Regions from separate parts of the Sus scrofa genome. Here region 1 is linked to region 2. The links are chromatin contacts, called in public HiChIP or PLAC-seq maps. All regions are on one chromosome and are shown on one strand. The core of a region is the stretch at or near the end of the contact, and the rest is flanking DNA. Distances in the headings are between cores, read along the strand shown. Region 1 has its middle 52 kb from the start of FBP1. Region 2 overlaps C10H9orf3 (aminopeptidase O).

The links. HiChIP or PLAC-seq counts read pairs in DNA pulled down with a chosen protein or histone mark.
Region 1: a contact with region 2 is called in an H3K27ac HiChIP or PLAC-seq map of alveolar macrophages. The contact joins two enhancer-like sites. A contact is called at or near these places in 2 of 47 Hi-C or Micro-C datasets (embryonic fibroblasts and fibroblasts) and 1 of 2 datasets of contacts at active chromatin or transcription factors (alveolar macrophages).

The regions. Positions count from the first base shown.
Region 1 is chr10:27,534,860-27,538,265 of Sscrofa11.1, forward strand. No RefSeq gene overlaps it. Among named protein-coding and RNA genes, the nearest start is that of FBP1, 52 kb to the right of the region's middle. Within about 2 kb of position 1,857, at least 5 of the 83 cell types and tissues checked have an H3K27ac peak or open chromatin away from gene starts, as enhancers often do. A contact at or near this core is called in alveolar macrophages, where this site is marked.
Region 2 is chr10:27,315,510-27,318,871 of Sscrofa11.1, forward strand. All of the region lies in intron 5 of C10H9orf3 (aminopeptidase O), which reads right to left. Among named protein-coding and RNA genes, the nearest start is that of C10H9orf3, 160 kb to the right of the region's middle. Within about 2 kb of position 1,757, at least 36 of the 83 cell types and tissues checked have an H3K27ac peak or open chromatin away from gene starts, as enhancers often do. A contact at or near this core is called in alveolar macrophages, where this site is marked.

The DNA.
Region 1 (3,406 bases), core at 607-3,106, 220 kb after region 2:
TATTCCCAGGCCAAGGATTGAACCTGGCCTGCAGCAACAATCTGAGACACAGTAGTGACAACATTGGAGCCTTAACCACTAGGCCACTAGGGAACTTCCCTCATGTGAGCATTCTTTATTTTGACAGCTGTTATATTCATTTTGGAAAAGCAATGTCTCATGTTTACTGTGATTTCTTGCCACAGCTTTTTTTTCAGTACATGTATTTGGATTACAGGTGCAATTTTCTGAGTCAAAATACTGACTCAGAAGCAGGTTCTCCATCACAGGCTGTTCTCTAGGGATAAGCCTGAATGTGGACTGACATTCAGATGAAGCCTCTTTTCTTTACTTGGCAGTGCCCCCTCTTGTGGACGCAGAGCTAATACCCCATCAGCAACAGTCCTAAGGCAGCTTTTCCTGGTCACATCACATATGCCAGATTATTTAACCAAACAGTCCCGCCATCATCTTCCCACTGCATGGGTTCTCACTGGTAACCAGCAATGACAAAATCATTAACTCCTGGAGTGCCCATCGTGGCTCAGCAGAAACGAATCTAACTAGTATCCATGAGGATGCAGGTCCAATCCCTGGCCTTGCTCAGTGGGTTAAGGATCTGGTGTTGTCATGAGCTGTGGTGTAGGTCGCAGTCGAGGCTTGGATCTGGCATGGCTGTGGCTGTGGTATCGGCTGGCAGCTACAGCTCCAATTCAAACCCTAGCCTGGGAATCTCTATGCCACAGGCACGACCCTAAAAAAAAAAAGGACCAAAAAAAAAAAAAAATCATTGACTCCTCTCCCTCATACAAATACTATGGCAGGGACTATGGTACGTTGTTCCTACACTGTTTGTTCCTGGCATTTCCCAGTGTGTCATCTGCAGGCCAAGGTATTTAAGAGCCAGTGGGCCTCCCCCATCTTTTTCCACACTGCATTGGTCCTGGAAGAGCCTTGTTCTGCACAGTCCAGCTGCTATACAGAAGAGGGTCGCCCCACTGCCTCAGACTTTATAAAGGCACGGTTTCAGGGTTTATTTGTTGTTCTATGTAGTCTAGCCTAACTTGATTTTACATAGGCCAAAAGTTGATTCATACTTTGGACGTGAACATTTTTATCCAACTCTATGGTAAACTGCTCGTACACATATGATAGCAATGGCTTTTCCACATTTTATGCCATTGAATTTTATGTGATGTTCACAGAGAGGTTTCATACAGGAATTTTGTGAATAAGTTATTCTGCTTTTTCTCCTGGCATGACATTTATAAATTGGAGACTTATAAGATTCTTGGCAGCAAAATATACTACTTGTTTTTATTAAAGGGGTAGGAGTTTGAATGTCTCTCTCTATGGTTCTTGGTCTCTTTTTTGGCTTGAGCAACAAAATTGAATACTCCAAAATGTTATCTCATGCTTGGCCGAGAAAAACGTAATTGTTCTGCTAGAGAGTGCAGTGTTTTCTGTGAAAATAGTGCCAGAGTTTGACAAAGTTACATAGAAGACAGTACATGTTCGATTTGAAGTTTTCTGTTTTGCATGTGAAAAAATAACTTGTTTGATCTACATAGATTCATATTCTGTATATATAAGAAATGTCCTACCCACTGCTTATGTTCAGATACTTTTCTGAATTGTAGTTTATGTTACCACACTCCTTATTCTTTTCATGCCTCGGGGAACTGTTTTAAAACCAGTAAGTCAATTTCATAAATTGGGAATATAAATTAATTTTCAGCCCCAGTCCTCAAGAAAGCAGAGACTGAGACAGGGATTGAAGTGCTGATAATTTATTTGGGAGCTGCCAACCTAGGGCAGTGAAGGGTGAGTCTAAGGAGTCAGTGAAGCAAGGACAGATACGAGTCATTGTAGTGTAACACATTACTTCCCTGGCTCCAGCAGGACAATGAACCACAAAGAGAAACAGCAAACTGTACAACAGTCACATCCACTTTCCGATTGGAAGTGGAAGGGATACAACCCTTCCATGAAGGAGGTGGAGTCTGTCTGCCGGAGTCCTTCCTGTCTCCTGTATCCCAGTGGTCAGGGTTCCCCCCTGATGGACGAATGCCTGTCACTTCTGCGTTGTGCCATCTCTTCCCTCAGTAGCTTCTGAGTCTCATTTCAGTCCTCTGTCAAATGAATATTCAAATAAATGATTTGAAATATGCAAATAAATGATTGCTAAAGGAAAAGATAATAGGAACTCCTAAGTGCTCAGATACTGACCAGAGTTCCTCTTCATCTGTAAAATGATGAGGAACTTGTGATCAGCCAGCCACAAAGGAACAGTGGAGACAGCCGGGTGTGGTGACAGACTTGGAACCTGGTCCAACAGTGATGTACAGTTCTTTCGACCATATTCATGAGAATAGAGGGAACGGATGGGTTCCAAAAATGTTTCAGTAGGAATAATAATAAGCAAAAATTAAATAACTCCGGAAGGGGCCAAACACAATAGCTTATAATGCCTTCCTCAGAAAAAGGTCTATTTCAACATTGTTCCAGGAATTCAGAGAATGCTGGAAATCATTTATTTTACTCTGTTTCTGCCCCCCTTTTTTCCTTCTAAATATCGTGTAGAGAGCAAAAGTTAACATCCCCATCTGTTGTCTCACTGGGGGTAGAACTGTTCCTTTAAATCTGGGAGGTAAGAAAATCAAAGTTCTCAGAGCTGGCTCTATTTCCCCACACAGAATTCACTTATTTTGAATGGCATAGTTACAGGTCTCACTACAGAGTGGCAACCCCACAGCATTTCAGCCAAGAAACTCAGGTTTAGGAAAAAATATTCCAAGTTCTGCTGAAAGCAGATCCAGAGCTAACACAGCCAAATTAAACACTGAAGTCAAGACATTTAAAAGCCGGTACTCTCGTGTTGCTTGTTACTTCTTTACCTGGCATACAACGGAATACCTTAATTCTCTGTTGAATTCATTAAGAACACGACTTTTCATTCAGCAAATAATCCTTGAGATTTGGGGCAGGGCTAGGGACATTAACATGCAAGCATTGCACATTATTTAAACTTTCTGCAATTTAGTTGAAAATATGTGACAATTAACTAATCCAGTAATAAAAGGGATATCATAAGGCAGTATGAGATTCTGGATTGTTGAGTGATAAAGATAGCTAACCCCAGGAGTTCCTGCTATGGCTCAGTAGGTTACAAACCTGACTAGCATCCTTGAGGATACAGGTTCCATCCCTAATCTCTCTCAGTGGATTAAGGATCCAGCATTGCCATGGGCTGTGCTACAGGTTGCAGATGCAACTGAGATCCAGTGTTGCCATGCTTGTAGCATAGGCCTGTAGCTGCAGCTCTGATTTGACCTCTAGCCTGGGTGCTTGCATATGCCCCAGGTGCAACCCTTAAAAAAAAGCAAAAAGCAAAGGAACAATCAAAAGATAGCTAACTCCAAAATTT
Region 2 (3,362 bases), core at 507-3,006:
TTTATTAAGTCAGTATTATTTTGAGTTTTCTGTCACATGTAGCCAAATCAAATAGTGATACGATCTGGAAAGTAATTTGACAAATAGGCACAGGTAGACTTTACAAAAGTATGCCTTTTCGAAATCTATTATTTGATAAACATACTGAGAACTCTTTCCAGTGAGTAGGCAGGAACAGTCACCCCTCGGTATCCATGGGCAACTGGTTCCAGGATGCTTGCCAATTCCAAAATCCAGGGTGCGCAGGTCTCTTATTTCTGTAAAATGGTGTAGTATGGCTGGCTCCCCTTATCCGCAAATACAGATGGCCGACTGTATTTATGAGCACATATTTTGTCTTCAGAATTAAACCCGCTACTCTAAGAGAATATAAAGAAATGCAAGACCAGGCTTTTATCCTTAAGACGTTAATTAAGCTCGCCAATGGAAAAGAACACGCAAGAACTGCAAAGCCCCCTTGCCCCCACTGACACGCCACCCCGAGGGAAGAGCGCACAGCGGCAAAGAACACGGAGGGAAAGCGAGGAAGTGAGACGGCAATTACGGAAGGAATTGGGAAACCAGCGGGCCAATGAGGACGAGGGTTCTCGGGGAAAGTTCCGGGGAGGAGCTGGCCCTTGAGGGGAGCCGTGTAGGAGGGGGCGGGACCTGCAGGGTCTTTGGAAACCAGGCTGGGTGTCCCCAGGGTGGGGAGCAACAGCAGGGAGACCCTTGTTTCAGTAATGAGCACAGCATGTTCAAGGAGATGGGAAGGAGGTCAACCAGATGTGTGGCCTCAGGAAACAGAGCCCTCCCTTGGCTCAGAATGTGGTCTCTCAGCCTTGAAGCGGGTCCTCGTAAAGGATGGCTTACCTCACCGTGCACCTCATCTTCAGGACATGAACCTCTGCTCCATGTTCTCCCTGGCTTGCATATAACACACCCCTCATGTGGCTTATGACTCTCCGAGGCTTCCTCGGGAGGCCCTCGGCCCAAGGCTTTTTCTTTAGAGACCCCGCTCAGGCCTCGACCCAGTAGCGACTTCTAGAGAAATCCCTACTGTGCAATAGGCACATAGGAAGCCTTGCTTCCATCCTCTGATGAGGCGTTTCAAATGGAGCTCTTAGGTGGAGGTAGCGTGATCTGCCTGCTCTGAAACAACACCAAAGCCATAGACTGACCAGTCATCGCTTCCGAAGAAGAGGCCAGGGAATTCGATTACTCACGAACTAACCACAATCACAGGATGAAGCAGCAGCTTTGCTAATAAGCTCCCTTTCAGCGGCTCCTCATAAACAAAACCATTGTTCGTGTTTTTTTGTTTTTTTTTTTTTTTAAATCAACCAACACCTCTGAGGAAAATGAAAGACATGGGCACAGCCTTCAACTGCGGAGCCTGTTTCGGGAGGGTAGGAAGTGTTATCACCACGGGGGAGCCCAGAGGAGGTGGATACATTAAAAGGATCCCTATGGAATCAAGGCCCAGCCGGTTTACTCGTGACTAAGGAGGCGGGGACGGGGGAGAGGGCCCCAAGTGTGACAAATGAAAGTGTTTTTCTACTGGCAGGTTGGGAGGAGAGAATAATCACTCCGGGGTCTGGTCTAAGGCAAATCAAACCAAACTTGACCCCTTTTCCAAAACGGGGCCCCCAACGGCTCCCAGGAATCGTCGCTGGCAGCCTGGTGGCGCAGGAAAGCAAGGACCAGCTGGGGGGGAGGCCTGAGTGCTGCTTCGGCTGTGCTGCCTGGATGCTGTGGTTGACCTTGGTATCTTTCTCCATAAACGAAGGGGGTCTGTCCCGAGACCCACACTGACTCCGACAGTGACTCTCTGCGGACGACAGGGGAGGGCACGGGAGAGAAGGAGATCCGATTGTCTCCCCTCCTCTGCTTGTCTGCCCAGCACCATCTCTCCATGGGCCCTGCGTCACATGAGTTCACCGGTTCAGAGACGGCCAGCCTCGGCCGAGCTCTCCTCCGAGGCTCGGCAAATTTCATGCTTCTTTGGTGACAGCAGCAGCTGCTGCTCCCCTCAAACCACATCCTTCCCCTTCGTCACGAGGCCTCCTCGCGAGCCACAGTTTGCCTTGGCCGGAGCTCCCTCTGCGTCAGCTTCCCCCAGAAACTGCCACCCATGTGCAGGAGTTCTAGTTCATCGACCTCTGTGAAGCCCATCCAGCTGGCCAGAGCGGGATACCAGGTGGTCAGGACCAAAGAATTCCACGGCACTGCAGACATATTAAAGCTGAAAGGGAGCACAGAACAATCCAGTCCCACCGCCTCCAATTTATACCTGGGGACACCGAGGCCCAGAGAGAGCTTTGTTTACTGCAAGGGGGCCTGGTCACATCGAGAACCTAAGCCTCCTGACTCAAAGGCCAGTTATGGTTTTGAAATGACCGCCTGAAAAAGAAGCTCCTCGTTATGGTGTGCTCGGTGCCAGGCACGGCACCAAGTGGCATTTTCTTCTTCTTCTTCTTTTTTTTTTTTTTTTTAAGGGCAGCACCCTCAGCATATGGAGGTTCCTAGGCCAGGGGTCAAATCAGAGCAACAGCTTTTGTCCAATGCCACAGCGACAGCAATGCAAGATCAGGGCCATGTCTATGACCTACACCACAGCTCATGGCAATGCCAGATTCCTGACCCAGTGCGTGAGGCCAGTGATAGAACCCACATCCTCATGGATACTAGTTGGATTCGTTTCCGCTGAGCCACAGCCAGAACACCCCCAAGTGACATCTTAAAGGTCAACATACACAAACCAGACCCAGGGTCTTTTTTCCAAATGTGCTCCTCCTGGCCTCCCACCTTCCTCAGTGGCACCCCCACCCATCCCGCTGCGTAGGCCAGGAACTTGGGAGTCAGCCTTGACACCTCCCTCTTCCTCACAACTCCCCCACAGGAAACTTGCAAGCTCTGTCATTTCTCTAGAGCATTTTCTCCACAATCACTATTTCCACCCTGGTTGAAGCCTCTTGCCTGGACTGCGGCCAAACCTGTGATCTCGCCATCCCACTGCCACCACGCCTGTCCCTGTCAGTCCATTCTCCAACCAGAGGCCAGAATAATTCTGTAAAAACACAAACCAGATCGTGTCACGCCCACCCCATTCCTACCCCGCCACTGAGTTAAACCCACCGTTTTCCTGATACACTGAGCATGAAGCTCAGGTTCCTGTGAGGCCCTGACTACTCTGACCTCTGATGGCATCTCCAGTCTTGTCACACCCCCAATCTCCCCACAGCTTCTGACGTCTAACACATCTTTCGGGATCCTCCGAAGTTCCAAGTTCTTTCCAGCCACAGCCTGTCCCTCTGCCTGAAATGCTTTCCTTTCTATTCCTAGCCCGGCTCACTTCTCACTGTCCTTCAGATCTCGGCTTA